7 separate regions of the Mus musculus genome follow, and all the other regions are linked to region 6. A link is a contact called in public Hi-C, HiCAR-type, HiChIP or PLAC-seq and promoter capture Hi-C data. All regions are on one chromosome and are shown on one strand. Each heading gives the region's core, a stretch centred on a gene start, on an enhancer-like site or on the middle of the called end of the contact. The rest is flanking DNA. Distances are from core to core; before and after follow the strand shown.

The links. Promoter capture Hi-C pulls out the DNA fragments that hold promoters and counts their contacts. Hi-C and Micro-C count contacts between places; a contact is called where the count stands out from the background. HiCAR-type assays count read pairs that join an accessible place to other places. HiChIP or PLAC-seq counts read pairs in DNA pulled down with a chosen protein or histone mark.
Region 1: a contact with region 6 is called in an H3K4me3 HiChIP or PLAC-seq map of embryonic forebrain, with 4 times the contacts expected there. The contact joins the promoter of Chst10 here to the promoter of Cnot11 in region 6. A contact is called at or near these places in 3 of 39 promoter capture datasets (embryonic stem cells, hippocampal neurons and neural stem cells), 4 of 484 Hi-C or Micro-C datasets (B cells, CD4 T cells, cerebral cortex and 1 more), 6 of 115 datasets of contacts at active chromatin or transcription factors (embryonic forebrain, embryonic stem cells, forebrain and 3 more) and 3 of 9 other capture datasets (adipose tissue, embryonic stem cells and liver).
Region 2: a promoter capture Hi-C map of hippocampal neurons shows a contact between it and region 6, with 4 times the contacts expected there. The contact joins the enhancer-like site here to the promoter of Cnot11 in region 6. A contact is called at or near these places in 1 of 39 promoter capture datasets (hippocampal neurons), 2 of 484 Hi-C or Micro-C datasets (adipose-derived mesenchymal stem cells and cerebellar granule neurons), 3 of 115 datasets of contacts at active chromatin or transcription factors (embryonic forebrain, embryonic hindbrain and forebrain) and 1 of 9 other capture datasets (adipose tissue).
Region 3: a contact with region 6 is called in a HiCAR-type map of embryonic stem cells, with 4 times the contacts expected there. The contact joins the enhancer-like site here to the promoter of Cnot11 in region 6. A contact is called at or near these places in 1 of 39 promoter capture datasets (hippocampal neurons), 1 of 484 Hi-C or Micro-C datasets (adipose-derived mesenchymal stem cells) and 3 of 115 datasets of contacts at active chromatin or transcription factors (embryonic forebrain, embryonic stem cells and forebrain).
Region 4: a promoter capture Hi-C map of liver shows a contact between it and region 6, with 5 times the contacts expected there. The contact joins the promoter of Il1rl2 here to the promoter of Cnot11 in region 6. A contact is called at or near these places in 9 of 39 promoter capture datasets (the 3T3-L1 cell line, 3T3-L1-derived adipocytes, cranial neural crest and 4 more) and 1 of 115 datasets of contacts at active chromatin or transcription factors (microglia).
Region 5: a contact with region 6 is called in a Hi-C map of CD4 T cells, with 2.3 times the contacts expected there. The contact joins the promoter of Il18r1 here to the promoter of Cnot11 in region 6. A contact is called at or near these places in 3 of 39 promoter capture datasets (the 3T3-L1 cell line, the HPC-7 cell line and neutrophils), 1 of 484 Hi-C or Micro-C datasets (CD4 T cells) and 1 of 115 datasets of contacts at active chromatin or transcription factors (thymic regulatory T cells).
Region 7: a contact with region 6 is called in a Hi-C map of B cells, with 6 read pairs. The contact joins the enhancer-like site here to the promoter of Cnot11 in region 6. A contact is called at or near these places in 1 of 484 Hi-C or Micro-C datasets (B cells), 1 of 115 datasets of contacts at active chromatin or transcription factors (astrocytes) and 1 of 9 other capture datasets (pancreatic islet).

The regions. Positions count from the first base shown.
Region 1 is chr1:38,896,833-38,899,932 of GRCm38.p6, forward strand. Chst10 (carbohydrate sulfotransferase 10) reads right to left here and starts at 1,328. Exons shown (of 7, transcript NM_145142.2): 1 at 1,058-1,328. It overlaps Gm51581, which reads left to right. Exons shown (of 3, transcript XM_030243909.1): 2 at 570-801; 3 at 885-2,118. The coding sequence ends at 1,518.
Region 2 is chr1:38,846,012-38,849,529 of GRCm38.p6, forward strand. No RefSeq gene overlaps it. Among named protein-coding and RNA genes, the nearest start is that of Lonrf2, 11 kb to the left of the region's middle. Within about 2 kb of position 2,265, at least 69 of the 459 cell types and tissues checked have an H3K27ac peak or open chromatin away from gene starts, as enhancers often do. A contact at or near this core is called in cerebellar granule neurons, embryonic forebrain, forebrain and 1 more, where this site is marked.
Region 3 is chr1:38,822,328-38,825,658 of GRCm38.p6, forward strand. The region is part of intron 1 of Lonrf2 (LON peptidase N-terminal domain and ring finger 2); the gene reads right to left. Among named protein-coding and RNA genes, the nearest start is that of Lonrf2, 13 kb to the right of the region's middle. Within about 2 kb of position 1,779, at least 4 of the 459 cell types and tissues checked have an H3K27ac peak or open chromatin away from gene starts, as enhancers often do. A contact at or near this core is called in embryonic stem cells, where this site is marked.
Region 4 is chr1:40,323,073-40,326,268 of GRCm38.p6, forward strand. Il1rl2 (interleukin 1 receptor-like 2) reads left to right here and starts at 1,517. Exons shown (of 11, transcript NM_001356478.1): 1 at 1,517-1,677.
Region 5 is chr1:40,463,729-40,467,313 of GRCm38.p6, forward strand. It overlaps Il18r1 (interleukin 18 receptor 1), which reads left to right and starts at 2,278. Exons shown (of 11, transcript NM_008365.2): 1 at 2,278-2,629. Il1rl1 (interleukin 1 receptor-like 1) reads left to right here. Exons shown (of 11, transcript NM_001025602.3): 11 at 1-1,687.
Region 6 is chr1:39,534,190-39,537,665 of GRCm38.p6, forward strand. It overlaps Cnot11 (CCR4-NOT transcription complex, subunit 11), which reads left to right and starts at 1,512. Exons shown (of 7, transcript NM_028043.3): 1 at 1,512-2,148; 2 at 3,227-3,391. The coding sequence starts at 1,650.
Region 7 is chr1:38,776,167-38,779,501 of GRCm38.p6, forward strand. No RefSeq gene overlaps it. Among named protein-coding and RNA genes, the nearest start is that of Lonrf2, 59 kb to the right of the region's middle. Within about 2 kb of position 1,440, at least 87 of the 459 cell types and tissues checked have an H3K27ac peak or open chromatin away from gene starts, as enhancers often do. A contact at or near this core is called in B cells, where this site is marked.

The sequences.
Region 1 (3,100 bases), core at 78-2,577, 640 kb before region 6:
TTGCAAGTGTTTTCTGATGCTCTTTGTTCAACTTTGCAAAAACAAAACAAACAAACAAACAAACAAAACTCTATTTTCCTTTCCGGGAGGGGGCGGCTTTCTTGGGAATTTCTTCTGTTCTTGAGGGTCAAGAGCAAACATGTGAAGATTTTTCTTTTCATCTTGAAACTCCAATTCTGCTTTAAGATAAACTATGTCCTAATTATCCTGGGGACCACTGAAGGTAGAAAGTCATTTCTCTCTTTGTGTCTTTTCTTTTTAACCCAGTCACTTAGAAAAGATGAAGTCGTGGCTAGTGATCAGCAAGCGGGAACGAAGCTGAGCTGTCTCACTTTAAGAATGTCTCAAGACATATCCTGCTCTGGCAGTTCCAATAGACCAGCGCAAAAACCCAACTCCTTGTGGCTAACCAGAACCTGCCTGGCTGAGCTACTTTGTATTCACTGCCCTGCCCTTTCCTGCCTTGAATAGACTTGGAGAACGAAAAAGCACCAGCTTTTGGAAAACCTGTTTCATCTTTCCAGCCAGAAAGTGCAGTAATTGATGCCTAGACCTCCAACTTCTGACAGACCTCTTGGTGAAGGTATGGGCCAGCAAGCAGGACCTGCTCGCAGGCAGAACTCCTTCCCCTAGCGCCCCGGGAGCCGCGCTCAACCGTGCGCTCCTTCGCAAAGGCTGCACAGGTTCCTCCCTCCAGTCCTCCTTCCCAGCACGCTCCTGGGACCCAAGTGGGAAAACATTCTCCTCTTTCCACCCCACCCCACATTTACAAACGCAAGTCTCCATCCCAGGGTGGCAAAGGTAGACGATGGATGGTTCAAGTATCATCGATTCCATTCATCACTGCATCCAGCACAAGGACGCCGCCTCGTTGCATAATTAAGTGATGAAGGCTCTTCCCAGGAATCTCTCCATCCAGGGACGTCTTTAAGTCGCCACAGCACACACCGAGGTAGCTCGCTGAGGAAAACCGAGTCCACCACCCTTCTGTCTACCCGGCAAAGGGGTGGGGGACAGCACTTCATTGAGACCCGCCACCCCCGAGTTCCCAGCTCACCCTCGTACATCGGCGCTCGCGCTCCTCCCAGCCGCTGGCGCTCTGCTCGGGCCTCGCGGGGCCTGTGGGCGTCCCCGGAGCCCCGGAGGCGGGCTCTGCCCAGACCTCCGCACCGCTACCCGCCTACCCTCCTGCAGGGTGCAGGGGTGCAGCCACGCCGGAAGGAGGAAGCCGGGCGCGTGCGAGCTTCGGGGTGCAAGACCGCCGCCCACTGCCGCCCGGGAGTGTGGGCCTGGTCCTGCGCGTCGTCGCCGCCACCGCTGTGCACGCGCGCGCGCGTCCACGTTGCAGGAAGCCAGGAGGACGCACCGCGCACCCACCATCCCAGGCCTCCTGGTCCCCATTGGCCTGTGGAGAAATTGTACAGATGCAGCAACCCAGCCGCACCGCGCAGAAAACACCTTGGAGAAGGCAAAGGAAATCCAAAACTTAGGAAAACGCAACAATGTCAACGACAATGAAACACATAAGTAGATCAACAATCATTCTTTAAAAAAAAAAATTTTTTTTGACCTGAGGAAAGGTCAGATCGCTTGAGCTTTGGTATAGTACAAATCTTTATTCTTCCTTAGTTATTTGCATTTGTTTCTATTCTGTTTTATTTTGTTTTTTCTTTTTTAAAAGACCATGCCTCAATGGAGTGCAGGCTTACCTGTAACTCACTCCGAAGCTCAGGTTGGACTCCAGCGTGAGGCAATCCTCCTTTCTCAGCCTCAGGGATGCAGGGCATGGTAAATGCTAGGTACCACACCTTCCTCTATCCATAGATTTTTTAAAATTACTTTTATTATTTTTATGTTTGCATCTCTGTGTGGGTGTGTATACTTGAATATAGGGCCCACAGAGTCAGGAAAAGTGTGGGATCCCTTCCAGCAAGACTTAAGAGGGAATTGTGAGTTACTCAGTGTGGGTGCTAGGAACTGAACTCAGGTCCTCTGCAAAGGTGGTACCACCTCTTAACTGCTGTGCCATCTCTCCAGCCCCATTCATAGTTTCTTAACAACCCTGATTGGTTACCTGGGCATGGTGGCTCACTTTAATCCCAGTATAGGGAGGCAGAGGTAGGCAAATTCTTGAGTTCTAGTCCAGCCTGGTCTACAGAGCAACTTCCACCAGGTCTACACAGAGAATGTCTCTCTCTCTCTCTCTCTCTCTCTCTCTCTCTCTCTCTCTCCACACACACACACACACACACACACACACACACAGAGAGAGAGAGAGAGAGAGAGAGAGAGAGAGAGAGAGAGAACTGGTTAAGAAATGTCTGGAGAAAAACTTTTACAAACTGGCAGGGTTGGTTTCTCAGTGAACTTATCTCAGTCAGAAGGAGTCATCTGCAGACAGGAAGCCTCCCCAGGAACACAACACAGACAGTGAATGGGGAGTAGACCCCATTATCTCCAAGGCTGTTCTCCTGCCCAGGAGTACTGGGCCAGGCTCCGAGAAGACAGCTTCTGTGTGATTCAGAAGTCCAGTTTCTGTACGTTTCACTCAGAAGCTGTGACTTTTAAAAGGCCCAATTTATGAAGATTATGACTGACTTTTGTCCTGACAATGGCTGGCCAGCCCTTGCCCACCTCACCTCCTGACTCCTCAGTCCCTCCCTCATCTTGCCACCCCTCCTCTGTTCCCCCAGAACTTCTGGTGGGTCTTCCTCAGCTGGCCTCCTACCATCAGGCTTTTCCTGAGCCTTGACCTGTCTCTTACCTTCCCCCCACCCTGAGCCAGTCTCTTCCACATCCATTCACTTCAGACAGACAGGAGCCTCTCAGCTCTGCCCAATCAGGCTTAATTTCTGAGTATAAAAGGGGATCCAGCCAAGGCCACATTGGCAAATTCCTTGTGAGTTCTCTGCATCTCTGTCTGCCTCAATAAAGATTTGCTAGCTTTTCTCTACTGTCCTGTCCTTGCTGGTCATTCTTTGCAATGTTAAATGGGATCCACTGGCTCTGAGTGGCATGGGTGGCTGTTGAGTCTCTAGGTCCTTAATTCTTTGAGGTAAGCCTGCCTGAACCAAGAAGCAGGCTCTGTCTCATTCAAAGA
Region 2 (3,518 bases), core at 1,015-3,514, 690 kb before region 6:
TAAAGAGTTTCCAAGACTGCAGAAGACAGATGGGACCAGAAGATGCTGTCCAGAGAGAGCCAGAGATAAAGAGTTAGAAGTCTCAGGTTTAAATCCTGGTTTTACCTTACTTAACACATGACAGTTTCAAAGCTTTAAACTCGGTACAATCTTAGATAAAGCAAAGCTCATAAAATGTATCTCAGGGGAGCCTTCTGAGAATTAGCCAGGATACTTGCATAGTCTCCAATGTGGCTGATCCCTGAGTCAGTGCATGGAGTCCCAGTCACTTCTTCATTTCTTAACCCAAGCTGATGTACAGGCTCTGGCAGGGTGTAGCTTCAGCCACTCAGCCACACGTGGGGATGAAGGATGCATTAGCTGCTGGGACTGGGAAGGCTAGAGGACAAAACTGCTCCTCTATTGCAATACAACTTCCTCTTCCAGACAGAAGCCCTCATGGGGCCTTTGAGTGGCGCCCTGATGCATGGGTCCAAGCCTGAGAACCCATCTCAACTCTTGCATTGGCCAAAAAGTGATATAAGGTAAAAGTGAAAATCACCTTATTATCAATACTGAAAGGCATGGGACTGCCTAGATCTCTCCACTGTGTTTATATGGTTTGTGCACATTTGTTCCATCTATAGACCCTTCCTTTCATTCGACCCAGCAAGGCCTAGATATCTCCCTTACGGTTTATACAGCGTATCTGCCTATTTAAAAGGTACAAGGGATGGGGCTGTGGTTCAGCAAGAGTGCCTGCCTAGCATGTGCAAAGTCCTGGGCTCAACCCTTACCACTGTGCACACACACAGAAGTCAGGGAGTCCTGATACCCTGATGCACACAGCACATGGCAGGTTGTACCAGAAACACAAAGAAGAAAAAGGAACCCGAATCAGGCATATGAAATCAAAAGCCAGTTTCTATTTCCAGTGTAAGGAGCAAACTGGCAGGGAGGAAGGACCAGAAGAGAAAAATCGAGCCCAGTTTGTATTGAAGGAAAAAGAAAAAAAAAAAAAAAGCCTTTCAAGTATCGGATTTTATACCCCCTACTACCTACTGGTTGAGGCAAATGGCTATTCAGCCCAGCAGCCCATAACCCAGCAGTGTGATTCAGGGAGGACCAGGACTTGTGTGAATGAGGCTGTGAAAAACAAGACAAGCTTCTCATGCTGGGTTGTAAAATGCACAGGATGATGAAGATCTGCAAAGAGACAATGGCTAAGCAAGTGGGTGGGAAAAGCCATCGCAGCCATCCAGCCATGTGGAAGACTGAGAAAAGGTTTCACGACAAGCCTTGGACACATTTTGCTCATCTATGCACACATGCTGGCTGGCATGTTTGTTCTCCTTTATAATGTTATTTTAAACTATTTTTAAAAGTATTTGTTCTTATTTCTATTTATGCATATGTGTGTGTGTCTACATGTATATGCTACAGGTAACTGAGTGTCTGTGGAAGCCAGAAGATGGTATCAGATTCCCCGGAACTGGAGTTATAGGTGACGCTGCCTGATCTGGGTGCTGAGAACTGAATTCAGGTGCTCTGGAAGCAACACAGCAACTGCTCTTAACCACAGAGCCTCTCTTTGCCTATATTTTGAAGTTAGTTTTCTTTTCTAAATTCATCACTTTAGAAAATGGCAAGGGAAAAGTTTTCAGGACAAAACGTAAAAAGTATTGAGAAACCAAGTAAAGGATAGCTCATGGAGAAAGGAGGAGGAGGATGAAGAGGGAGAAAAGGAAAAGGGGGGGGGGGGGAAGAAGAGAGGAGGAGGGGGAAGAGAATGGAATCTAAAGCAGACAAGCAGCATTTTCTCCGATTTCAGATAAAAGGAAAAGTTATGGTGGTCATCATGAACCAGAGTCACAATGAGAAGGAGCATTGTGATGTATTCAGGGAAAGGGTGAGTGAGTTACTGCCATGACTAATAGCAGGAATAGACTGCGTTTTGGGACGAGTACAAGCTCAGAGTCTATAGAAGCTTCTAGAAGCGACTGCCATGTCTCTTGTGTTCACGGGGAGTCTGTTGGGCTCAGTGTGAAATGATGCCGAGAGGCCACTGCAGTATCTCAGCTCGCCCACGAGCTAAGTCACATGACGCTGCTGTGAAATGATGCTGAGAGGCCACTGCGGTATCTCAGCTCAATGAGAGCTAAATCACTGAGCTGTAAAATGTTCGTTCTTCCGCTGGTTTCTTTGAAAACAATGTTCCTCAAATAAAAGACAATGAGGTCTGAAGGCTGAGTCCTCTTTCACATGACTGGAGCAGTCCCTGTGCAGGAACGGGTTACCATGGTAACCCCTGGGTTCCATGGCAAGGCGTGCACAGAGAATGAGGAACAGCTAAACCTCTCTTTTCCAAAACAATCATGTTTATGCACTGGAGAAGTCAGCTGAAATAGAAGCAGCACCTATGAAGACTGGAACGAGCACTAGAGAGCACATGTATGTATATATGCATACATATATTGTATGTATATGTGCATATATAATGTATATATACATATATAATAATATAAATATATGATACCTAATATCATGTTAATTTATATTTAATATTTATACACATATATCCTGCTCATTCATATATATATATACATACATACATACACACATATACATCTCCTCATTCATATAATATATATATATGTATATATATATACATCTTACATATATACACATATACACATATACATACACACACATACATGATAGGAAGATGCAAAGGCTTCTGGAAAGACTGATGTCATGGGCAACAGAGTAAAATTGAAGCTGATGATGCAAGTTTTGGCAAAAGTTATCTGGGGGAGGCAGACACATTTACTGCATATTTAGGTCAGCTGTGGATCAGCTCTTTTCACAGAGGCACAGAACAGAATGAGACAGAACTAATTTCAAAAATTAGTTTGAAAGAAAATGAGGCTGAAAGAAATGTGTTTCCAAAGGATCCTAAAATTGATTGGAACAGTCCATGAAGCAATCTGTGCACTAGGCATTGATGAATCCAATAGAGAAACCAACTGGCAATTAGTGAGGCGTAACAGCTGGTCGTAGTAAAGAAAAGGAAGAGAGCTCTGCCCAAAGTCACCATTATCCTAAAGAGACCATGAACAAGCCAAGCCTGGCCTCTGTAGAATAGACCTCACAAAAATAATTCAGCCAGCCACTAAATGAATTACAATAAAAAACCCCACAGGATAGGGAGGGATAGCAGCAGTCACTATAGCATGCAATAAGCATAGCATGCAATGAGCAGTTTCTAACACCACACACACACACACACACACACACACACACACACACACACAAAACAACAGCAGTAGATGACAGATTTGAGGAAACCGGAAAGTAGACAGAAAAATCAGCCGCGATCATGATTTTACGTCAGGTTTTCCAAGAAAAGATTTCCAAATAGTCATTTAAAATGTGTTCAAGTCCTAATGAGAACTGTGGCTATAGATCTGAAAGAAGAAACAACATTGCATTTCAAGGTCTCTGGGTTTTGAGAAGCACACTAAGGCAAGTCTTTTGGT
Region 3 (3,331 bases), core at 529-3,028, 710 kb before region 6:
AAACTGTCATTTGCCTATGGGCCACGTCTGTCTCATCTCTATCCAGAGGTGGTCCTTTGTCTCCTCCTCCTCTCCCTAGCTGCTTTTCTCTTCTTCCTCTTCTTCTAGCTCCCATCTTTGTCCCTTTGTCCCCACCCTTTGTTCCTCTGAAGCAGATAGATCTCCTTGTGCTGAGAATTTGGTCTTAGGGTGTCTTGTGCAGACACTGGTCCTTTTGCATTCATACATGTCACACACCAAGAAAATTCAACAGAAGAGTAAACTGTCAGGACCTGCCTTTTCGTCCTTTCTGCTCCTGTAAGTAACCCCTCGCCCACATTTCTGTAAGTAACCACAATAAAACTCACTGGTTCAACAATTTGGACTTTGTCAGTGTCTGGTTTTTGGTCTGCCTACCTACCTATTTGGGGTACCTATTTGGGGTGAGTAGGTGTGTGTGTGTGTGTGTGTGTGTGTGTGTGTGTGTGTGTGTGACATCTTCCCAGGAAAAGTATATCATATCATATATCACTCACTTGCTCACTCTTGTTTCTGGTAATACAGGTCTATTATGGAACTCTTTGGCATAGAGAGAATATTTCTCTTAAGGTTCAAAGCTCTTCCAACACCAACATCAAGTGAAAGTGTTTATGTTAGTTCTGATCCACAATGAGACCTTATATGTTCCATCTTTGACCATGTATACATACAGACTTTGAGGTGCTCACTGGCAAAACTCACAAGCAAATGTTGTTTAAAGCTTTTTGTATATGCGTATGGGTGATTTCCCTTCATGTAAATCTGGGTACCACATGCATGTCTGGAGCCCTCTGAGGCCAGAAGAGGGCATCAAATATCCTGAAACTAGAGTTACAGATGGCTGCCATGTGGGCTCTGGAAATCAAACCCAGGACCTCTGTAAGCGTATCCAGTGCTCTTAACCTCTGAGCAATCCCTCCACCCCCAAGTGTATTTTTTTAAACAACATTTTCTCTATTCTTGAGAATCTACATATGAATACAGTAGACTGTGATCATATCCACTGCCATCTCCCTATTCCAGCTTCATTAATGTCCTTCCCAAGTTCATGGCATGTACAGGCTGCAGTGACAGTTTTCCTTCCCACACCCCTCCCTCCCCCTTAGGATACCTTTTAGAAAACCTCCAGCCGCTACGCCTGGCATCCAAAATGAAGGGCTTGAGACATGTTCACCTTTGCATTCAAACAGCCTCAAGACCCCTTAGATAACTGATACAAATGACCACTGAATGGCACCTAGATCCCAGTATTATTTGAGACTTTCACAAATGCTGCAGCTGTAGGGTAAATGGAAAGAGATTCCATAGGTTCAAGCTATCTCTTACCTCCACTCCAAACCATCTTTCTGTCCTTCCTGTTCCCTAACAAAGCTCCATCTAGCTATGAAGTCTGAACATCGTACCCCAGTTGGGAGATGGGAGTCACGGGAAAGCATTTGTCATAGCCATCCATCAAGCATGAGCAAAACACCAAGTATACACCCTGCTCTCTTTACTCCTGGGTGAAGTCAGGATAGAAGATGCGCTCTAACACTCCTCAAAGATCCCTAACACCATCCCTCCTAGATGATACTGATCTGTCCTCTCTGCCCTCACAGTCATTTCATCTCTCATTTCAGACTTTAACCTCCACACATCAGCTACCTAACAGCACACTTCCTGGCTGCTTTAGAATTCTCGTTGTGTGTCCCTCCCAGGTCAGACCATCTGTAGCCCCACCCACTGGACTACTAGACTCTCCATAACCCTGCCATTTACATCTCAATGTTCACAGTACCTTGATCTTTGCAGCACTTGAGTTTATGACTGCCTACCTGCAGGTTGGTCTTATTCCCTGCTGTTCCTTTTGCAAAAACTAGGGGTGGTACCCAGTGAAGAGCCCTTGCCAGTTCCTATCACAGGGCTTATAGCAGTCTGCAAGACAAATGAGGTTTAGGTCCTGTCCTTCCTCAGTCCTGGGTATAACCACCTGAGCAGTGGGTGGGACTAACTGGGTCCCTAGCTATTTACTATAGATTCTCCTCTGAGGGCATCCAGTGAGTAGTTCACACCACCCTTACCCTCCAGAGCCAAACAGACTCAATGGCTGCCCTAGTGCTGCAAAATCAGCACTAAAAGCAGAGAGATCATCTTTGTCTCTTCCTCAGGGAGGAATGTTGCTTCTGTGTTACACAATCTGATATAGTCAAAGACAAGACTGGACAACTCCAGGAAGATCTCCAAAACAAATGCAGGAAACAGCTCGATGCCTGTGGCCAGTGGATCACTGACAGTTAAAGTAAAACTGGATGCTACCTGTCTTAAGATTAAAAAAAAAAAAAAAAAACCAAAAAAAAAAAAAAAACCAAACAAACAAAAGTTACAATGCCCTCCATGTACATATGAGCAACATTATTTGGGCTGAGTGGGTTATCAAAAAGAAAAGAAAAAAAAAAGAAAGAAAAAGAAAAAAGAAAAGAAGAAAGAAAACATTTTTAAATTGAGAATTTTCACTATCTAGAAGGCATACAATTAATTCTTCTCATAGGACCTGCCTTTAAAAAAAAAAGCCCATTGTTATACCAGAAATATAACTGTAGACTAATAATTTCCCACTGAAAGATTAGGTAAAGGTTCCTTAGCTGTACGATCACATGCATTTTGATACCTCTCCTTTGGAGGTTTTTAGAAATCTAATGGAAGATGCTACTGGAACTACAAGCTGAGCTTCAGAGACCAATCCATGGGCCCTACACCCTGTGCCCACCATGCTCATTGCTCTCAGATCCTGGCAGTTTGCCAGCTGGTTCCCTTGGGTTTTTCCCATAGCCACATTGTGTGTAGACAATTTACTTTCTGCTACTGTAATCTTTCCAGCCCTTCCCCTTCAGTCTCTTGTTGTGACATACTGAGATTAACCCTCCCCCTCTCTCAGTGGGGATTAAATCAGAGCCTCATTGCCACCCGACTCTTAAGTTTAAAAGACTATGTATGTCTAGAGCTGGGGAGATGGCTCAGTAGTTAAGAACACTGGAGGTTCTTCCAGAAGATCTGGGTTCAATTCCCAGCACCCACATGGTGGCTCACAGCCATGTGTTCCTCCAGTTCCAGGAGAGGTCATACCCTTTTCTGGCATTTGACAGCACAGCAGGCACATATGTGTCAAACAGCTAAGGTGGTGCCATTTTGTCCTGACTTTATTTGGAGATGTTCCTCAGTCTTCCATCCCAGCAGCCACAGGCACCATGGAAGTGCTTTTGGTGAGACTGTCCATGCCCTGACCATGTCCAGATGTATTAACCAGAACAACTGATGTCTGTGCCGGCTAAAACAT
Region 4 (3,196 bases), core at 267-2,766, 790 kb after region 6:
CCCTGTTACTGAAGAAGGGCTTGCTGGTCTAGGCCCTAACCCCCACTCTCTGTGTCTCAGGGGAACACAGCAGCCATGAGCTCAGTAGCACACACCGACTTGCCCTGCCTTTGTGTATTATTAGATCTACTCTTTCCCCATGCAACTCCCCCGCCCCCATGCCTTCACCCTGCCATTCCTCTTCAGCTCTATGTGCACCTGGTTTGAAAACCTGTGCTGTTCCCTTAGTGCTTTGCGCTTTAGGCTGTCTTTAGTGGTAAGGGTACCAATTCCGGGGTGAGGAGGAATTAGTGTGAGATTATATTTTTCCTGATTTAAACATTGTAATATCTTTTAATTTTGCCTATAATAATGGCAGCCATTGTATTGTCGTTCCCAGGCCCCATGTGATCTAGCCACACCTACTTCCATACTTCAGTTTACCCAGCTCTCCCCTCTGCTGTGTGGCAATCACTCTCCCTTCATTTCAGTTTTTTTTTTTGGAGTGTCCCAAACTCGGTCCTTCAGAGACTTTGTACTGACGGTTCATTCTGTAGGGATGTAAATGGCTGTTGCAGAAGATCAGACTTTGGTCCCCAGAACCCATATCAGGTAACTCACAAACACCTGTAATTCCAGCTCCAAGGGAGCCGACACCCTCTTCTGGACCCTATGGTCACCTGCAGTCACATGCACATAGCCAGTGCAGATGCACACACATAATTAAACATAGTAAAAATAAAACGTAAAAAGTAGAAAGAGAGAGCTCTTGCCCCAGACATCTACCTGTTGGGCTCCAGGCCACTGCTCAGGAGAAAGGCTGTGCCTTATCATATTCTTTCCACCTGTCTCCTAACTGTATTTCATATCTTATGTGCTTCCTAATAGTTGAATATCTCTTTTAAAAAAATGTTATTTACCAGAAAATCATGGTGGCAAGCTGTTGAAGGGCTCATGTCTCTAAGCTGTCTTCCCAACACTCAGTGTGCCATCGGACACATTCGGATGCCTTTAATATTTGGCAAGAACATGGGGCATCAGAATCCTTCTCTAGAGAATGGTGTCATGGAATAATCAGTCAGAGGTTTGCCAACGCAGACGAGGGCACACCTACCTAATGATCCAGGAGCTTCTCTCAGACGTGTAAGAGACATTGCCAGGATTGTCGCGGCAACATTATGTATAATAATTAGCAAAACGTAAAAAAAATGGGACAACCAAAATGGCTAAGGGAGAGAGACACGTCGGTTGCTCATGCTCACAGGATGGGGCAAGCCTTTATTGAGAAGGACCACACCTCAAATGTTTAAATCCCGCAAGTATAATGCTTTTATTAAAAAGTAAGTTATGTAAGTGCACAGTATAGTAAATTTTATACAGTGACTAGGAAATCTTATGTAAGAATATCTTACATTGCTTAAGGAATTTCCTGCTTCTCCCTCTCTGCTCTCCACCCCCACACACCACTCAGACACACACAAAGGGAGGGGGAGGGGAGAGAATAAGCACCAAGCTGAAGACTGGGAGTTTGGGTTTGGGCGGACAGAGACCGGAAGCTGGGAGATGATGGCTTCTGATGTTTGTTGCTTACGCGACACAGCTTGTTTGGAATTATGTGGCCCTTGACAACTGCGTGGCACACACTTCAAGATACAAAAGTGAGAAGAAGAGGGGGGTCACCAGAGGAGACTGAAGTCAGTAAGTTTCTACCAAAGCTGGGTTTCTTCTGGCCACTCCAAACAAAGCTGAAATTGTCCTTCAGACCTCTGTGAGTACAGTCTCAGTTCCTTCCGTAGTTCTCTGGGAGGTTCTGCGTGCACACACGTGATAGTTTTGTGTTTTTATTTTTAAAACTTCAATCAGTTTTGTCTTAATTTTATATATTACTGGGGTTTGGTGCGCACTAATTGAACCCAGCTTCTTTTCACCGGCTTCATCCACCCACCCCTGTAATCTCTCTTCTACATCTTAGCTTCCTGTTTGTTTAATTTCCGTATAGGTAGGACGTTTCTTCTGTTTCTCATTCCGCTTAACGTCGTGGTTTTTGTTTTTGTTTTCCCTGAAAACTCACTATCCCCATATCTGTTCTGTATCCAGAACTAATGATTGATTCCTCATGCATCAGCAGACTTACTCAACACAGAGATCATCCCAGAATTGTAAGGCAGAGTGCTTCTGCCAAGGGACAGTACTCGGACAGACACGTGTACATCTTAACTTTGTGAACCTGGGACAGCTAGTCAGACTGACGCTGTGGTTGTTTTCAAAGTCTTACAGTTTCTAATCCACAAAGACTCCGAGGGATGCCCACTAAGAAGCTGTTGGTCTGACAGCGTTTGCCGCCACTGCTCTTCTCAGTGCCTAGTGGGGTCTCCAGTGTCTCTGGCGCAGGAAGACAGGTCCGAGCAAGCATTACTTTATGGCAAGTTTAGACTGACTGTATCGGTGCTCAACCTGTCGGGAGTCTGCTTTACCTAAGATCTGGCACGAGGACGGGGCTGGGGTGGGGTTAATGCCTTTTCTCAGAAGCGCTTCCACCTCTGGAATAGTCCATTTTAGGACAGTGCTGGGTGTGTAAGAACCGCTCAGATAGTGTTTGGAAAGGATATAATAATTTTTAGCGATGATCTGGAGCATATTTAAGCCGACATTCCTGATAGATGAACGTGCTGGCCTGGGATCAGGAAAAAAAGACTGAACGATTTTCGAAGGACGGATTATTTCTGTCCTGCTCCACTTGGGGAAGGTGAGTCTGTTCCGCCCGCGGCGGAGAAGCGATGCCCAAGGTGCAGAGTGCGGTGACCAACCAGGATTCGGTCCCCAGAGTGGTTCCCGCTCTGCTCCACGAGACCCAGCGCTCTGAGACCCCATAGGCAGGTGGAGCAAGCCCGGGGCAGCCGGAGCGGAGGGAGTTAGCGATCAATAGTCACTGGGGCGGCTAGAAGACTCCGACCTGGAAAGTGGGCCGGGACTTGGGTCAAACTCTGGGATTCCTGCTCTCCCTTGCCCTTTCCAGGTGGGCCAGCACTTACCGCTCAGCCAGCGAGCACATAGGGTTACAGGGGAGCCCCTCCGACCCATGCGATCCCAGATGCACGCTGGGCGGGTCCACAGTCTGCTCTGGCTGGGGTTCAGTCTCCTGGCCCTGGCTTGATCCAAGTGCCAGCACATCTGGCCCTGTCTCCCAACTCCCCACCAGTCCCCTTCACAGGCCAGT
Region 5 (3,585 bases), core at 1,028-3,527, 930 kb after region 6:
CAGTCTTTTCCAGGAGCACACACAGACCGTGAGGTCCTAGGCACCCAGGAAACGGATCCAGAGCCCAGGCAAGTGTCTTACAGGTACCTTGAATTTTGCCAATAGATATGAGCCCTGCCTTAGCTGAGTTGCTCAGTCGGTGATGGGACTCCAGGCTGAGGTGACAATGAACACAGAATTTGGGAGACTCTTGAAAGGAGGGGAATGTTGAACTCACGGTCAACATATGAGGCTGCAGAGAAGCCGTATGCAGAAGTGTGTGTAGAGGATCTAGAGTAGCCCGTTTCTCTGGGGACAGTGTGCTCTTAGTCTGTACCCTTAGGCTGGGTTGCCAGGTAAACATTTGCTAGTGTTCAGTTCAAAGGCTGAAGCTTGAGCTGAGGGTGATGAGGAATTCAAACTTCCCCTCGCATGCATCCACCCTGTGGTTGCCTGGTTTGCTAAGTCCACCTGCTCTGCTGTAGTAGAAGGTTTTGATCTTCTGCAGCTTCATCTACTTCTTAGTGAGTTGCCAAAACTGACCACTGAAAAGCATGCTGTGTACATAACTGTCTCATGTCCCAGAACGTGCAATCAGGAGGAAGTCCTCACTCCCGATAACGGAATCCTTGCTCTGTGGCTGTGAGGACGTCCCTTAGCAACCTCAGATAGTAATTTTTCTTAGGTTGGATGGAACATAGTAACGTGCTGGATTCTTTGCTAACTGAAAATAGAAGTATTCGGATTTCAGAAAGAACTGGATAAATATTAATGTTGGTGATTATGAAATCTCATTGTGAGCCGTGTGAGTTTGAGTGTGTATTCCATGATTGTGCTGAATGAAGACCTCTAAAAATGAAATTCTCTCCAATCTCATCCCTGGGAATAGTTGCTTCCTCATGCCTGCTGCTCCATCCATGGAAAATGACTAAAGAGAATTATTATTTGTTCCCGAGATTCTTCTGATAAGTCTAAACTATTTGCATGTAATTGAGCTGGGCAGCATGGCACACTTGGGAGGCAGAGGCAGGTGGATCTCTGTGAGTTTGAGGCCAGCCTGCTCTACAGAGTTAGTTCCAGGACACCAGAGCTACAAAAAGAAAACCTGTCCTAACAACAACAGCAACAGCTGCAGCAGCAACAACAACAACAAAGAAAAAGAAGAGGAGGAGGAGGAAAGGAAAGAAGGAAGAAGGAAGAAGAAAGGGAAGAAATAATAGATTTTTCTGTAATGAACACACATATGCTTTGATGCTTTTGCTAAACTCAAAATATTAGTTTTATTTTACTGTTTTGAAAGGTTCAAAGCATGATCCATGTAAAAATGTCTTCTGTGGGGCTTTCTCCCATTTCTACTTTTGTTCCCCTCATTTCTTCAAAGTGCTTGTCCAGGCAGAGCTGACCTTATTTGCTTACCAGTTACAGGTAAACAAAGCGTTTCCTCGTGTTGCCTCTTGTAGCCATCTCTGTATTAGATTAGGAAGGGAAGGAGCCGTCCTACTGTCCAGTTTGTGAGTTCTGGTAGAAAGAGTGTTGAAGTTTGTTAAATGCTTGTTTTCCATGTATCAAAATGTTATGCCTTTCCTATTTATTATTGTATGACAAATTATTTTTCACTGGGCAAAAATAATTGTGCCATTGACTCCTTGTGTGTTTTCTTCATGTGTGTTTGAAGAGTTCTAGCTTATTAAAAAAAAAAATCTAGAAATACTGTTTGGCCTTCGTTTCTTTTGAACAGTTTAAAATCTCACTATAACTTCCCAATTGTGGCTTTCCACCCATCCAGGAGGCTGGGCATCCTGCGCTGGCTGGCACTATGTTGGCTCTGCGAGCCTGGCAGTCTCAAGGACTCTCCTCCCGCAGTGCAGGAGTCCTGGGTTCTCAGCGCCCTCTGCCTGAAGGGTGTGGCGCGCACAGGGCACACAGGTGGTTCTTGTGGTTGAGTAGACAGGCTGCAGGTTCCGGGAAGCCAAAGGCGGTGGCTGTGCCTCCCTGGAGGTCTGGCGGAGGAGTCAGCTGAGATCCAGGCAGGAGAACTCCAGGGGCTCTATCGCCTCAGCGGTGGGGTGTCGGGGTTAGTTCTGGGAACTGTGGAGCTCTTAGGTGAGCAGGGACATGCAGAGAAACCCTGCCAGGAGTACAGGTCTTCCCAGAACTGAAAGCTTGAGCGCTCCTGGGTGGAGCAGCCTGTAGCGCCCTAGGCTTCAGTCCCCCAGCTCTTAGGAGCTCCTCCCATCCCAGGCGGTGCCCACCTGAAACCTTAGCTTTTCCTTTCTTCTTCTTATTCTGATCTTCCTCTCCCAGCCCTCCACCTCCCTACCCCCGGTCGTTGGCTTCTTCTTCTTCTTCTTCTTTTTTTTTTTTCCTGCGATAATTCTCTGGTTTGCCAAATCTCTCTAATCAAGCTCCTGGCCTTGCCTCACTGTGCCTTCCCTCCCTGTCTGTTGTCACAGTTGTGGACCAGGAGGTATTTAGTCTCACTTGCTGGGCGAATCCTGCTTCACAGATGTAAGTGAAGGAGAAGCCACTGCCCAGGCCTGTGTGTGGGCCACCTCTCTGAAGGTAAGGGCAGACTCTGATGTCCAGTCCTCACTGTCTTCTGCTGTCTGGAGCAAGGAGAGGAACCACCCACAACGATCCTGAAAACAAGGTCAATTGTGAGTGGTGTGTATGTGTGTGTGTGTGTGTGTGTGTGTGTGTGTGTGTGTGTATAACTAGTGAGTACAAATGTATATGTTCTTTGTAGAGAGGTATGAACAGCTAAAACACAGCAACAGTTGATTTGTTCAGCTCTTACCCTCTGCTGACAATACACACAGGTGTGCTGTATTTTAGTTGCTTAATCCTCTTAGGAGACAAATGAAACAGGCAATATCAGGTTTAATAAATGGTGTGAGGGGAGAAATATTCAGAAATTTATCTAAGAACATCTTCAGTTATCGCATCAGTGAATGACCCATTTATGCAGATTTGGGGAATAGTTCACTCTCCCTCATGAGTACATGCATGTACATATGTGTGCACTGATGCATGCACAAGCGCCCACACACATGCATGTACACTCACACTCTTGTGCACACACTCGTGAGTCACACACACAAACACACACACACACACACACACACACACACACACACACACACACACACTGCAGTCACAAGAATATCTGCCTTAGGCACACATTATGGAAAAGCAGAGAGCCTTCTCCTGGGTACCTCACCAGGAAGTGGAGGTTGGTCCAGGAGCCCTGGAAGTGCTGTGTGTTAGGGTTGGCCTGAACTGGCAAGCTTCCTGACAATGCCAAACATCGTGTCATATTGCAAGGACGATAGGGTCCCAGAGGAGGGGGAGGGGGGGAAAGGGAACATGGTCTTCATGTCCGGATCCATGTTTGTGAAGGCACATTTTGGAAAATGGAGATAATAGCAGCAGGCATTTTTACGCTAAGTGTCGTGAGGTAGCAATGACTCTCCTTTCCTTACAGATGGAAAGTCAAATGTGCACACCTTTTTTTTTTTCTTAAAGCAGAAGTGCAAGGGTGTATTCAAGATCATTTTTGTTGGTTGTACCAGACTGATTCGCCTTTCTGCAGATGAAGTAAAACAC
Region 6 (3,476 bases), core at 262-2,761:
AAGGAAAGGTGCAGCTATAAGCCAAGGGATACCAGGGTCTTTGGATATCACTGGAAGCTAGAACAAGACTTGGAAGAATTCTCCCCTTGATGCTTCAAAGGTGAATGGCAGAATTGATATAACCCATTCCAGACGTTCAGCCTCAGGAAGGGAGAGGAAGTGGGTTCTACAGTGAAAATGAACTCAGTTTGTGGTAATGGCAGAGAAACCCTAGAAACAAGCCCAGTGGAAACAGGGAAGACGCTCTTGGTATTAATCTTAGTGGAAATCAGCTCTATTGGCGGGTAACGTGCTGTGCTCAAATACCTTAAAACATCTCGAAACACCCATACTGTACTAACATTTAAGTTATCAACTAACAATAAGTTATGACAATAACTAGCATGAGTGGGTTTTAGTATGATTAGTTGTCATAGAGCATCCAATGTAAAAAGGCTCAAAGAGAACATAGTTGACTAATTAGTAGTAGTAGTAGTAGTAGTAGTAGTAGTAGTAGTAGTAGTAGTAGAAGAGGTAATTTGAATCATTTGCCCCGTTTGGCAAGCTATATTTTCTGCTGATTGCAATGTTCATTGGCAGAACCCCTCCACAGGTTTAACAGTAAACTAAAGAGGCCTTTAAAATATGCGCCATACCCATCACCTGTTCCTGAAGATTTCCTTGAGAACTTCAGCGGTAAATAGAAAACTTTCAGCTGCCGAAGAGTTTTAGCACAGGGTAGCTAGCAGGTGACGCTGATGACAGTCGCTCGGTTTCTGTAACTCTAGAGTGGATACTAGTCACCACCGGAGCATAGGGGTGGGGAGCGGGCAGCGGTGCCTTTGAAACAGATCACAGGGGACCAGGTCCAGGAGGCTGGTATGTAAAGAAATTTCCAGGGTTTTCCAGTGTTCAGCCAAGGCGTCCAGAAAAAGTGCCCTAGGGCAGGCTAAGGAAAAAGAAGCACTGCAAACGATTTTGTAAACGAATATTTCTCGAGACAGTTTTCTCAGATTTTTTTTTTTCTTTCTTTTTAGACCAGGCTGGCCTCGAACTCACAGGGGTTCGTCTGCCTCTGCCTCCCTGGTGCCGGCCTCGCCTAGATTTTTGTTCACATAACCAAACGTTTATGTGCGGTACGACCCCATCTCTGAGAATACGAGCAAGGCTCGAAATTTAAACTGTTTCTGAGAATCCTGTTTTCATTGGTATTTACAAGAAATGAGCCGTCAAGGATGCTCTATCAGACCAGTTAGCATCTAAGACCTAGTTTCCAAATTATAACTTAGGCAATATTGACTGGGCAGGTTTGGCGCCACCCTGTCACCCAAGGATCGCTTCTGAGGGCTTTAAGGGCAATTAACGGCGGTCTCTACATCACTCAGGCAGGGAAGGACCACTCGGACAGCTCAGAGACCACGCGGCCCCGCCCTCCACGGCGCCCCGCCCCCTTCCGGACACGGCGCCCCGCCCACTCGCGTCTCCGGAACCTCCGCTCGGCCAGCGTCGTCGGTCTGTCGGCCCTGTGTCTCCGTTCCGCTCGTCTGACTTAGGCACTGTTTTTGTTTGCGACGCTGTCGCGGAAGGGTGCGCTTTACGGCCGCGGGAGGACGCAGCGAGTCGGCGCCTTGGGCCTCTCGGCCGGGAAGCGGGGTAGGCGGGCGAGGTTGATGCCCGGCGGCGGGGCGAGCACGGCGTCTGGCCGGCTTCTCTCCTCAGCGGATCCCAGAGGGGCGCGGGAGGCAGCGGCGTTCCGGAGCGGCCCGGCGGGCTCGAGCGGAGGCCGAGGCGGAGCAGGCGGCCCTGGGCCAGGGATTGGAGGCCCCGCGGGCAGGATGAGCCTGACCCCGAAGGAGCTCTCGAGCCTGCTGAGCATCATCTCGGAGGAGGCGGGCGGCGGCAGCACCTTCGAGGGCCTGTCCACCGCCTTCCACCACTACTTCAGCAAGGCCGACCACTTCCGCCTGGGCTCGGTGCTGGTGATGCTGCTGCAGCAGCCGGACCTGCTGCCTAGCGCGGCGCAGCGCCTCACGGCGCTCTACCTGCTCTGGGAGATGTACCGCACCGAGCCGCTCGCCGCCAACCCGTTCGCGGCCAGCTTCGCGCACCTGCTCAACCCGGCGCCGCCCGCCCGCGGCGGCCAGGAGCCCGACCGGCCCCCGCTCTCAGGTACGTCCCGCAGCCAGCCGTGCGGGCGCAGCCAGCTGTTCTGGGGTGGGGGTGGGAGGGGGGTCGTCAGCTAGGGACATTCAGCCTCCTTGGAGGGGATCGACCCTCCCTCCTTTTCCATACTTTCTTTCCCTAAAATAGGGGAGAGATAGAAGTTGCAAGTTTTGTTTTTTTGGTTTTTTTTTTTTTTCAAATTCACTACACTCCAGATGATCCCTCCCAATCGAAAAAGCCAACACATCGTACAAGCCCACAAACGGGCTGGACATATTTTAGTATGCCAGATACGGTTCATTCTTGATTGTAAGGTCCTGAGGTATGCGAAGTTACAGCCAATGGCACTGAGTTTACCCCCTTTTTAAGCCTCCGAGTAAAGAAGTCGGTATTAAGAACCTGAGGTTGAAGTCCACATCACCACAATATCTAAAGTCTTTGCAGCCAACTCCTTGGTTAGCTGTAATGTCGCGTGAGGAGAGGATGAAGTCGTTTCTAATTAACCATTCAAAGATGCATGTGTCCTGGGCAGTATTGTGGAATGTTTGCTTTTGCAGCATTGCTAAGATCAGGCATAGATTACACCTGAGGATGCGCCCCTAAATTTGGTGCTGTGGATGGAACCCAGGGTCACTTCCTCTATACCATGAGCCTCGTCCAGGACTCTGGGACAGCTGTACCACTCACAGGCTGACATACATGTACATATGTACATATATATAGATATAGAGATAGAGATAGAGATATAGATATACACACACATATACATATATATATAATTTTTAAAGTATGTTTAAATTTGTAGGAATCTAAGTATTTGATAACAAAAAGTTCTCAACAGCTATTAAAACCTTACGTTTCATTGACATTTCCATAGATCACAGAATCTCAAGCGATATATTTGTTTATGGATTACTATGTGTACTAAGTGTGAATATTCAATCAGCTGGAACTCAGTTACATTTAGATCATAAGAATAGCTCCACGTGGCAAGTAGCAAAGTTTCCAGTTAACTTTTAAAGTTAAATTTTAAAACTTTACCAGTACCCATTGGCGAGAAACCGGCATGCATTCTTATTTGCAGGGTTCCTGCCTCCTATAACTCCACCAGAAAAGTTTTTCCTCTCCCAGCTCATGCTGGCACCCCCAAGGGAACTGTTCAAAAAGACACCTCGCCAGATTGCCTTGATGGACGTTGGAAACATGGGACAGTCTGTGGACATTAGCGGCCTTCAGTTAGCCCTGGCAGGTGAGGGAGGGCCAGTGATTGGGACATTCTTGTCGGTTCTTGAGATCCCCTGCTTAAAATCAACAAGTTTTTTCTTTTAAATTTA
Region 7 (3,335 bases), core at 190-2,689, 760 kb before region 6:
TAGAGAGTTCACTCTCTCAAAGTACCAAGACCAGCTGAGGATCTAACCCAATACATACATCAAAGCACTGAAGTGACCACTTCATTCTGGGACCAATGTGAGAGGCCTTACTTGTTTTGAACCGTGTATGTGTTTGTGCATATATGTGAGAAGTAGGGTGGGTGAATAAATGTGACTGTGTGTGCATGTGCATACACACATGAGTGTGCACCTCAGTTCTGAGGTATGAACAACTGTTCATGAGGATGTTGGTAGTACGTATGTGTATGAAAATCAGCATATGAACATCTGGATGTGAGTTAGTGTGTGTGGATAAGATGTATAAGTGTGTGTGTGTGAGTTACTATGTTTAGATGTGTGAGTTAGTGTGTGGGGGTATGAGTGTGTGTGGATAGGATGTGTGAGTGTGTGGTTGTGAGTTACTGTGTGTGGATAGGATGTGTGAGTGTGTGGATTTGATTTCGTGTGTGTGGATAAGATGTGGGAGTTGTGTGTGTGGATAGGATGTGTGAGTGGGTGGATGAGTGTGAGGGAGAGTGAGTTTAGAATGGAACCGACAACCACTTAAACACACACTTCCTTCCCCATTCCACACAGAACCTTGGCAAGTACCTCAACAGCCACTGTACCCCCAAAATGAGATTGCCATCTCCTGAAAAGGGGCTCCTGCTGTCACGCATTGTCAAGTCCCATTTTCCCCCATTTCCTGAAACCCTGGGTGTAGCACAAAGCAGCAAATATTTTTCCTGTCACCATCAATGATGGCCCCACAAATTCCCAGACTGCGGTTACCTCATCACAATAATTAAAATTTTCCTGATATCATACCAACCCCGGCTAATTATCCCTTGGAGACAAAGCAGATTCACAGAGTGTCACTGTCAACAGGCTTCTCCCTGCTCAGAAGCTCAGACACACACTGTGTGACAGTCACATTGCCATGGGTTCCAGACGGGCATGGTGACCTGGGATGTGGCTGGGAGACAGAGGTGAGTGTCAGTTACCACTGTGGTAGCTCCAACTGCTCTCTGTTGGGCTTGCTTCTCCTCTAGCTGAAAAACAGCAGAGCTTTGAGGACATGCTAACCATCCTGCTAGCCTTTTGCCGACACCATGACAAGCCCAAAGCAGTTCCAGCCTGGTTTGGGGTCCCAGGGGGAAGAAACAAAGTCCTTATCTCCAGGTCTTCCAGCTGCCCAGACACTGTAGCAGCACCCACTAGCTCTACTTGCACACTCTTTGAGTGGCACACTGAGCAGCTCAGGGTCACAGACACATGGTCACTATCCCACCCACGCAGGCAGGACTTCACACGGGAGGCCTTAATACAGTAGCCATAAGAGAAGGGCCTAGGCCCAGATGTGGCTCTCAAGCACCTGGGACAGACAGCCACCCCTCTTTCTTGGGGCACCTCAGCTATCTAGTGAAAACAAGAAGCCAGAAGTGAGAGCTCTGCTCACACTCTGACGTGGGAAAAGCCACAAACCCACAAAGACTCATTTGACGAGAGGAAAGAAACTGGTCCCGAGGCTATTTTTGCTGAGTGGAAGTAATGGCTGAAGTGGACTCTGGGTTTTCTTACCACCGTTACTCAAACGGCAACTCCCTGTTATGTTCTCCTTTCACAAGCGAGAAAGTCCCTTCTCAGGGGAAAGTTAAGTCAGCTCTCTACCCGATGGCTCTCTGCCATTCACACACTCTTTTTAGTAGCTGCTGCTTCTTAGAAAGGTCTCAGTTCCTGTAAAACAGAGAGGACGGTACAGAGATTCGCTGGATGCCCCACAAAGGGACAGCCTTACTACAAAAACATCCCCCACCAGAGTGACACATTCCTTACAACTGATGGACCCCAGAACAACCTTTACCACCCACCCACAGTCTGCTGTGTCTTCAGCGTTTGCTTTTGGAGTTGGACGGTCTATGTGCTTGGTCCAACATATAAGGACACAGACCTGTCCCATTATATGCATGGTGGCTTCCTGCCCTAACCCCTCTTGCTGTGCTGCTTCCTCCTGCCTTCTCTGAGCCTGACTTGGCCGCCACTCATCTTGCGACTGTCTTCATAGTTTTGAATTTCCAGAATTCAGAGCAAATGGCACCTGACCATCTCAAGACTGGATTTTTTAAAAATATATTTTATTTTTTTAATTTAAAAAATTTTTGAGGTAGAAAATTACCTAAAGTGGAGCATCTTGGCACAAATGGATTAGCACGGAAGAGTACTTTGCTCTTCCAGAACACTAGAGTTTGGTCCCCAGCACCCATGTCAGTTGGCTCACAACTGCCTTTAACTCCAGCTCCATGAAAACTGACACCCTCTTCTGGTCCCTGAGGGTACTGCACACTCAGACATATGCAGTAATAAAGTGAGCCATCCTAGCAACATGCCCAAAGTGACTCCATGTCTCCAGGCCTTAGTAATTCCTCCTTCTCCTCCTCCTCCTCCTCCTGCTCCTCCTCCTCCTCCTCCTCTTACTCCTCTTCTTGGCAATGAAGAACATTCCACTATCAGCTATAACACCATTATTTAGCCATTCACGACTACAAGACACTGTGCCTACATCTAAGGGTTGGCAACTGCAGATAAAGCCATGTGTAGTGTTGTGTGTGAACGAGACCATTCAGTTCCTTTGGAATAAGTATAATGAGCACAGTTTTGGGGTGGTGAGGTAGCGGTGTGCACGTCGCTTTCACTTGTTCTTGGAGGAGCAGACAAACAGTGCAACGGATATAGTCAAGATTAGGGACAACGGTGTTGAGATAATGGCTCAGTGAGTAAAGCACTTGCTGTTTCTGATGGTCTGAGTTTGAGCCCCCAGAGCCCACACAGCAGCAGGTCAGATGGTGAGCTTCTCTGTAACCAGTGTTCCTACTGTGAGATGGGCCATAGAGAGGATTCCCACACGCTCATGGCTTAGCTACCACAGCTTAGGTAGCATCCCAGTGGCAACGAGACACGGCAAAAGAAACCCTGCATCACAAGAGGTGGAGATGGAGGACCAACAATATCTGAGCTTATCTCCTGACCTCCATATGCACGCCTAACCCAATAAACACATGCATCACACACACACACACACACACTCATGAACACACTCATGCAACATACAAACATATGCACTCACACTATATACAATTAAGAGTGAGAATGAGCAACTAAGACTTCTTCCATTTTCAGACTCCTCAGAAGCCCATGGTCAGCAGCTTCTTGGGTCTGCCTGGAATCGGATGTCTATGCTGCAGGACACAGGAGCTGAGTGAGGCTCATCCCATTGTGCACACACATGTGCACACACATGTGAACACACACAGACAAAAGATACATCAGTCTCAGCA